Linked DNA regions of Sus scrofa: region 2 is linked to region 1. Evidence: chromatin contacts called from public HiChIP or PLAC-seq data. All regions are on one chromosome and are shown on one strand. The core of a region is the stretch at or near the end of the contact, and the rest is flanking DNA. Distances in the headings are between cores, read along the strand shown.

What was found. HiChIP or PLAC-seq counts read pairs in DNA pulled down with a chosen protein or histone mark.
Region 2: an H3K27ac HiChIP or PLAC-seq map of skeletal muscle shows a contact between it and region 1, with 4 times the contacts expected there. The contact joins two enhancer-like sites. A contact is called at or near these places in 4 of 47 Hi-C or Micro-C datasets (fetal heart ventricle, heart right ventricle, skeletal muscle and 1 more) and 2 of 2 datasets of contacts at active chromatin or transcription factors (alveolar macrophages and skeletal muscle).

What each region holds. Positions count from the first base shown.
Region 1 is chr10:66,051,339-66,055,017 of Sscrofa11.1, forward strand. No RefSeq gene overlaps it. Among named protein-coding and RNA genes, the nearest start is that of AKR1E2, 360 kb to the left of the region's middle. Within about 2 kb of position 1,538, at least 13 of the 83 cell types and tissues checked have an H3K27ac peak or open chromatin away from gene starts, as enhancers often do. A contact at or near this core is called in skeletal muscle, where this site is marked.
Region 2 is chr10:66,404,812-66,408,161 of Sscrofa11.1, forward strand. No RefSeq gene overlaps it. Among named protein-coding and RNA genes, the nearest start is that of KLF6, 82 kb to the right of the region's middle. Within about 2 kb of position 1,625, at least 28 of the 83 cell types and tissues checked have an H3K27ac peak or open chromatin away from gene starts, as enhancers often do. A contact at or near this core is called in skeletal muscle, where this site is marked.

The DNA of each region.
Region 1 (3,679 bases), core at 288-2,787:
CCTCGGCACCTCCTCGGCGCCCTCTTCCTGCTTCGGCGGTCGCCCCGCGGCCGTGGCTTTCATGCCCTCCCAGGAGCCGCTCTCTGAAGGCAGGCTCTCGTCTGCGTTGCGCATGCCCGTATCACCTGGCACAGCGCCAGACACAGATAAGAGGAAGAAGAGACACGTCTGCCAGTCATTCATGGCACAGAGCTGCTCATTCCCCGCCGTATTTCTGCCCAAAGAAAGAAAAGTTGGGGCCAGTTTTACTGGCCATCGAAAGTTTAATCCTCCCTGCAAAGCTGACTCAGTCACTGGGCAGGCTGTATTTTTGGACTGCCATGCTTGTCAGTGTGAGCTCGGGCTGTAGTGTAAATTATAGGTCCATTCTAATCACGAGAAAGATAGTTTTAGTTCTAAATAAATGACCAGTCTCATATTTGAAATGTCCATTCCACTTTCCGGTCTGCTCACTTGGGCCGCTTGGTGGTGTGCAGATGCGGACTCCTGGGTGTGTGCTGGGTCCTCCAGGTTATACTGGAACTCCACCCAACAGATGCTTTGGCAGAAGTTGTTTTCATGGGAGATGTGTCAAACCTGTGTATTTATATTCATCTGTCTGTCTGTCTGTCTGTCTACAGATCCACCTTGTCCATAGAAGCCGTGAATCATTCCTCTGTCTGTTGTGGAGCCTGTGTTATTTCCAGCCCTTTCCAGTGAGAGTTACTGGAGGCAATGACACGGGACTGGGAAGGCCAGGTTGTCCCGATCCCTGGACATGCTAGCCATCACTCGGGCTTTCAGATACGTGCTCTTTGAATGGATAGTGGGCAACTGAGCAAATTTGCATTTCATAAAAAGCAGCAGCGGAAGAGCGGGGGGCGGGGGGGCGCTGAGAAGAGGAATAAAAAGGAGGAGGGGGAGACGCAAGGGAAGGGAGCCTTGGGAGCACGTGTGGGAGCGTGGCTTGTGATGATGAAGAGCAAACCCGAGAAATGCCAGCGCTTTGACAGTTCCTCCTCATTTTCTTTGAAATCTCCGTGACTTTATTTAGTGATTAAGAGTCCGTGTGTAGATAATGAAGCAAAGGAGATTTTAAAGTGAAAACTAATACTGAAAACAGGATGAGGAAGGAATCGGAAAGAGGTTGCTGTTGGTGCCGCCGACGGGGACAGGGGCTCTGTTCACAGGAGGGGACGTTGAAAGCGCAGTGCTTTCTATTAATATCTACAACCATTACCTAACACATTAGCTATTTTTGTTTCCAACAGCAGCTCCTAAATTTATCCATATATTAAATATTTTCCTTGGATGCATGGTGTCGTCCAGAAATATCGCAGCATTGCTGGGATGCTCAACAAATGTAATTCGGGGCTGGCGGAATCTTTGGTGCTAGACGCTGAAAGCATTGCTTTCATGTGTCTCAATCAGCCTTTCTCATTCAGTGGTTCAACTCTTTCTCGGACGGGCCCCACCTTCACCTGGAAATCTCAGCCGGGGCCGCTCTGAGCAAGCCCTTCTGTCTCGTGGGTGTGTTAGCGAGGGGCTGGCAGGCGCGGCAGCAGCTGGAGTGAGTCTCGAAAGGAGCGGTCTTGGCTGTGGGTCCCACGGAGCAAAGCTGGAGCCTGGGACGGTCGCTGCGGGGGGCTGTTGCGTCTGAGCCAGAAAGCTCGGGCCGTGAGCAGGGCCCGCCTGCAACCAGAGTGGAATTTGGTTATTTTTTCTAAGAGAGTTTTATCTTTCTGTTCTAGGCAGTTTGTCCCTGCGAATGGCCCGTGAGAGAAAAGGCTGGAGAAGGAAGGGAGGAGGCACATGGGGGCTGCGAATTTGGGGAGGAAAGGTCAGGAGGGTGATGGGGGTGGGGGCAGGAGCCTGGGGAAATAGGGCTTTTCGAGAGCAAAGTGGTTCTCCAGTCAATCCCAGCTCCCCTGCAGGGAGCAGGGTCCTCGTGCTGTGACGGCTCGTCCCGTCCGCTTGGCCTGAGCCAGATACAGCTGTTGGCATCTACCAGGATGCACCAGACGTGTCCACGTGCCCTCAGCTGGCTGCTGGGGATGCTGAGGTCGCCCTGGCTGTGCTTCTGTGGCTCTCCTGGGTGTTTCCCTTATCTCTGCGTCTCAGTCCCTCTCCACGAAGGCAGAGCCCCATCTGCCTGGCTCAGCTCTCCGATTCCAGGCTCTGCACAGCGCCTGGCACCAAGTATGCGCTTAGTGACCCGCGTGGAGTGGGTCATTCCACAACCGCACGAATTCGAAACAGCCTCCTCAGTTTTAAAGCTAGGTATCTGTGGTAGGCAGATAACGCGCTGCCCCAAAAATGTAGAAGAGGAGAATTTTCTTTTTCCTCTGGCCATCTTAGGTTCCTGGCCGGGGCTTGCAAACTAGACAGACAGAAGAGAGATTCACAGGGAAAAAGAGGCAGAAGTCATTAACGTGTGCAGAGCTCGTAGACTCAGAAAACTCAGCAGTGGGTGAGTCAAGGGGGTGGTTAGAACTTAGGCTTATGGAGCATCGTAATGAAAGAAAAACACACTTTCAGAAACATGACAAGACTTAGGAAAGGGACTTTGTGATCTAGGGCCGGCAAATTTTATGAAAGCAGATACACCGGGGACATAAAGGTTTGTTCGTAAGGTTTGCCGTGTAGACGCCTCTGGTGCTGGCTGTGGGCTGATCAGGGCGGAGAGTGGTCCCTGGTGATTAGCTTCCATCCTTCCTGGTAGAGAGGGGAGGGGGATCCCTTCACACATTTACCTCTTGCTTTTAGGCAAATTGGGGAGGGCAGAGAGCTTTTCTTATATCTACATCTTCTCACTTGTCTTCAGATCGAATTAACCCTTTTGGCACCATGGCGTATCCTGGGGCGGCTTACGCTACCAGCCTTCGGTGTCTCCATCCCACCCTAACAGAATCCGTGAATATGTGAAGTTATAAAGGCAAAGGGCAAGTAAGCCAGTAGAAGGAGTTACTTTGTCAATCAGCTGACCTTGGGATGGCACGACTGTCCTGGACTGTCGAGGGTCCAGTGTAACCATGAGGGGTTTTGTGAGTGAGACGGGGAGGGAGGAGGTGAGAGGCAGAGGGGGACTGGAAGATGCTGTGTTTCTGGCTTTGAAGACAGAGGATGGGGCTACGAACCAGGGGATGCAGGTGCCCCAGAAGCTGGAAAAGGCTGGGAAGCAGCCCCTCCCCTAGAGCCTGGGGAGAGAATGCAGCGCTTCTAACCCTTGATTTTAGCTCAGTGAGACCCCTTCTGGACGTCTCACCTCCAGAACTATAACACATCAAATTTGCATTGTTTTAAGCTGCTACGTTTGTGGTCATTTGTTTCAGTATCAGTAGGAAACTGAGCAAGCGTCCTTGTGTACAGAGTGGACCTCTGGAAAAGTTGCACATTAAAAACACTTTTTGTTACTTCCGTTTCCTTTCTCATGACCCCTTTGCTTCTACTTAACAGCCTCGTTCCTTTCCCGTAATTACTGTATACTGTTCAAGAACTAACTTATAAAATCTGTTTTCCACAAGAGGAGATTACTTCATTTTGACATAAAACTCCGGCAGGTCAAACTTTCTGTGCTCAAATAAAGCGATTATTGGCTGACCCTCCGCGTCGTTGCCACTGCGTGTGTCCACAGAGACGGGGGTGCGGGTGACTGATGGGGTGGTCTGAACCGATGACGTCTTTGACCAAATTGAATTAC
Region 2 (3,350 bases), core at 375-2,874, 350 kb after region 1:
ATAAACGTGAAGATATAATTTTAAGGAACAATTCCATCTCTATAATTTTTTTTTCCACCCCCCTTTTCCTAGACCCCACCCCCTTGTCCCTTGGTAAAAAATTGCTGCCTGCCATGCCGTTCGGCTGTCACCGTCAGAGTGTGCATTAAGCAGATCTCCGTACCTTTGGTCGCCTGTCAGGGTCACCATGCCCGGAGATAAGCGCCCCAGAAAATAGCTCCCTATCGTGTTGCTCCAATTCGCTCCTTACTGAAGTCACGTGTATCCACAGAGGTCAATGTGCCAGGTGCGAGACTAAGCACAGAGGCTGCAAAGCTGGTGGGTTGTGACCTTGCCCGCAGGGAGCCCCCTGGCACCCACCCTCAAGCCCTCTGACTGGGTAGAAGTAGCCGATAACTTTATCAGGTCCTCGACGACTGGTCCTGAGGTCAAGGATGGTGATTTGACCTCCTTGGTGACTATAGCCAATGGTTATTCTTCACGCATTTTTTTCTCAGCCACGCCCACAGCATAGGGAAGGCCAGGGATTGAATCTGAGCCACAGCCACAACCTAAGCCAAAGCTGCAGAAACGCTGGATCCTTAAACTCACTGCACAGGGCCAAGGATCAAACCCATACCTCAGCAGTGACCTGCACTGCTGCAGTCAGATTCTTCATCTGCTGCGCCACAGCAGGAACTCCTTACCAAGCATATTTGACTAATAAATGATTAGCAGCCTCAGGAGCAAAAAGGAGCAGGGCAGGGGAGTCTGGGGAGACCGGTTTGTGTCCGGGGGCAGACTTAGGCTGGGAGGTCATCCAGCCTTGGGAATGCCCTGACTATAACTGACCCCAAGGCTCAATTTTGCCAGGAAATTCTCCTTCGAGGGAAAGGTGGACTTGTTCTAATTTACCACGTTCCTCGCCTACCTTGAATTCACAGGCGTCTCCGGGAATGTCTAGAAATGTGAGATGATGGCTTAAATAAAGTGGGCAACCCAGCAAACCGCTTTGAGCATGTGTGGTAAGGGTCTGGAAATGAGGCCACTCAGCCTGCAACAGAAGGTGTTTCACGGTCTGGGTGGCTCTGCCCCCAGGGTGCAGTAAGGCTTCATGGAATGTACTGACAAGCAGAGGGAGACCCCCCCCCGCCCCACCCCGTGGATCATTGCCCATTAACTCCTGAAGCCCAGTCCCCTTATCCCCTCGTTCTGTGGCTCAAGGAGGAGCGTCTGTCGTGCCTCCTGATTCCTTGTCTGTTGTGGGTCTTGTCATTAAATGGAGCGAGCAGCTTTAATCACATGCTCTCTGTCTCCTGTTTCAAACCCTGCACAGTATCTGTGGCCTGGAGTTCCCTGTGACGTCGGTAATAAGTGACTCATTTATCTCTGCTGCTGGCTGCCAATCTGAAAGTAGGGGTTTGAAAGAAAGGACCTGAGCCATCTTTCCCTTCCTGCCTTCGATTCGTAATAGGAAAAGCCAGAGGGAGGGCGAGGGAAAAGCCTCTGCAGCTTGAGTGTGGAGAGAAGGCCTGGGGACAGTTAGAAAACGCCTCCTTTCAGGTCAGACCAGTATCTCCGTCCTTGTCGTCAGGGGTCCTCGTGGCTGACGTGGACTCTGGTGAAACACCCCCCAGCAAGCGAGGTCGGGTCACCAAGTTCAGTCCCACCTAGAAGCTCACCAAACATTACCTCATCGCTAAAGAACGCCCTCTAAGCGGGCAGACCTTGAGGTCGGATCTTTTTGCCAGGTCTCCGGAATTTTCCTGCTTTCAAAACCGTCACAAAAGTGACCCCTCCGTCTCCAGAGGAAAGCAGCTTGAGGCAGCATCTTCCTGATCAATAAGAAAAAGGAATCTCAGCTCATTGAAATTTCTTCAAAGGGAGAGAAACTATCAATTTCGAAAAATACCAGTACTGAGTTATGGGGAGATATGAAAGAGAGAAAAATCAGCAAGCATTTCAGGAAAAAAAAAAAAAAGCCTCAGAAGACATTTCCTGAGACTTGATATTTGAGACTCAAAGATTTCAAAAACAAACTTAAGGTTCCCGAAGGGGAAGTGTCAGCGAGGGATCCGTTAGGAGGTTGGGACGACAGACACACGTTACTGTGTGTAAATAGATGAGTGACAGGGACGGGCTGTAGAGCAGCCTCCTCAGAGCCGTGCGATAACCCAACGGGAAAAGAATCTGAAAAGGGTGAATATTTGTATATGGAAACCTGATGTACTTCGCTGCACACCTGAAACTAACACCCCTCTATAGGTTAAGTGGTTAAGTACACACCAAGACAATTTAAAAAAAAAAAAAAAAAAAAAGAGTTGATGTTTAAAAGACTGAAAACAGTGGAGCCTCCACCTCTAGGATGGACTCCCTGGGCGGGGGTGGGCTCCCAGGTAAACCCAGAAGCACCAGGTTCTCCGACTCGCCCTTCTCTCTGGGCACCAGTAAAGCAGTGCTCGCACTTCCAGCTTACAAAGAAAACTTAATGCCAGAAAGGAAGCCTAATGTCAGTCTCTGCTCTTGCTGAGGAGGGTGACCGGCCCAAACGGGGCACCCAGAAGGATTTGTCCTGTGGGGACACGTGACGCTAGCGGGTGCTTGCCCTGACACAGGCAGGGTGGGCAGGTGGGCTCTAGGGAAGGGGCAGAAAGCAAGTGACAAGCCGTGTAGACCTTGTTTTCCAGCCGTGTGGGTACAGGGTGGACGCAGGAGGTGAAGATGGCAAGAGTCCGGGAGTAAGGATGGACTCTGAGCTGCGTTCCACCCCTGTGGGGGCGAGTTATCCCGACTCCCCATCATCGGCCCGGCTGGCCCCACGCAGAGACCTTCCAGCAAGTGAGACGTAAAGCTGATCAGGGCAGCAGGACCCAACCTCAGAGCAGGGCGTTTCCCTTTCAGAGAATCAGAGGCCAGTGTGGCTCTGAGTCTGTGTGGGAGGAAGTGTTTACTAAAGCTTAAAAAGCGAAAAGACTTGTCTAATTCAGGTAACTCGACTGCAAAGAGCCTTTACTCAAGATAACCTGGTAAATCCGACCGTGTTCACTTGTCGTTGAGCCAGACGGTCCGAAGTCCTTCTCTTTAAGGCTTTTTGGTCCTCCACGCGAAACTCTCAACATCGTGCTTCTCGGTCGAGGGGACTCTAGGTACTTCCCGTGAAAGCCTAAGGCCACATGTGACACGTTGTGAGCGGTGAAGACCAACCACCAGGGGCTGGGGTTTCCTTGCGACTTTTCTTTTGACTCATTAACTCTCCACTGCAACTTTGCGGGGCTGTACTTACACCTCGTTAGCCTAGCTCCTCGGTCTGTAGCCTAAATGTCCAGCGGGGAGGACGGTGTCTTTGCCGCCTTTCCCCCCTTCCCCGTGCC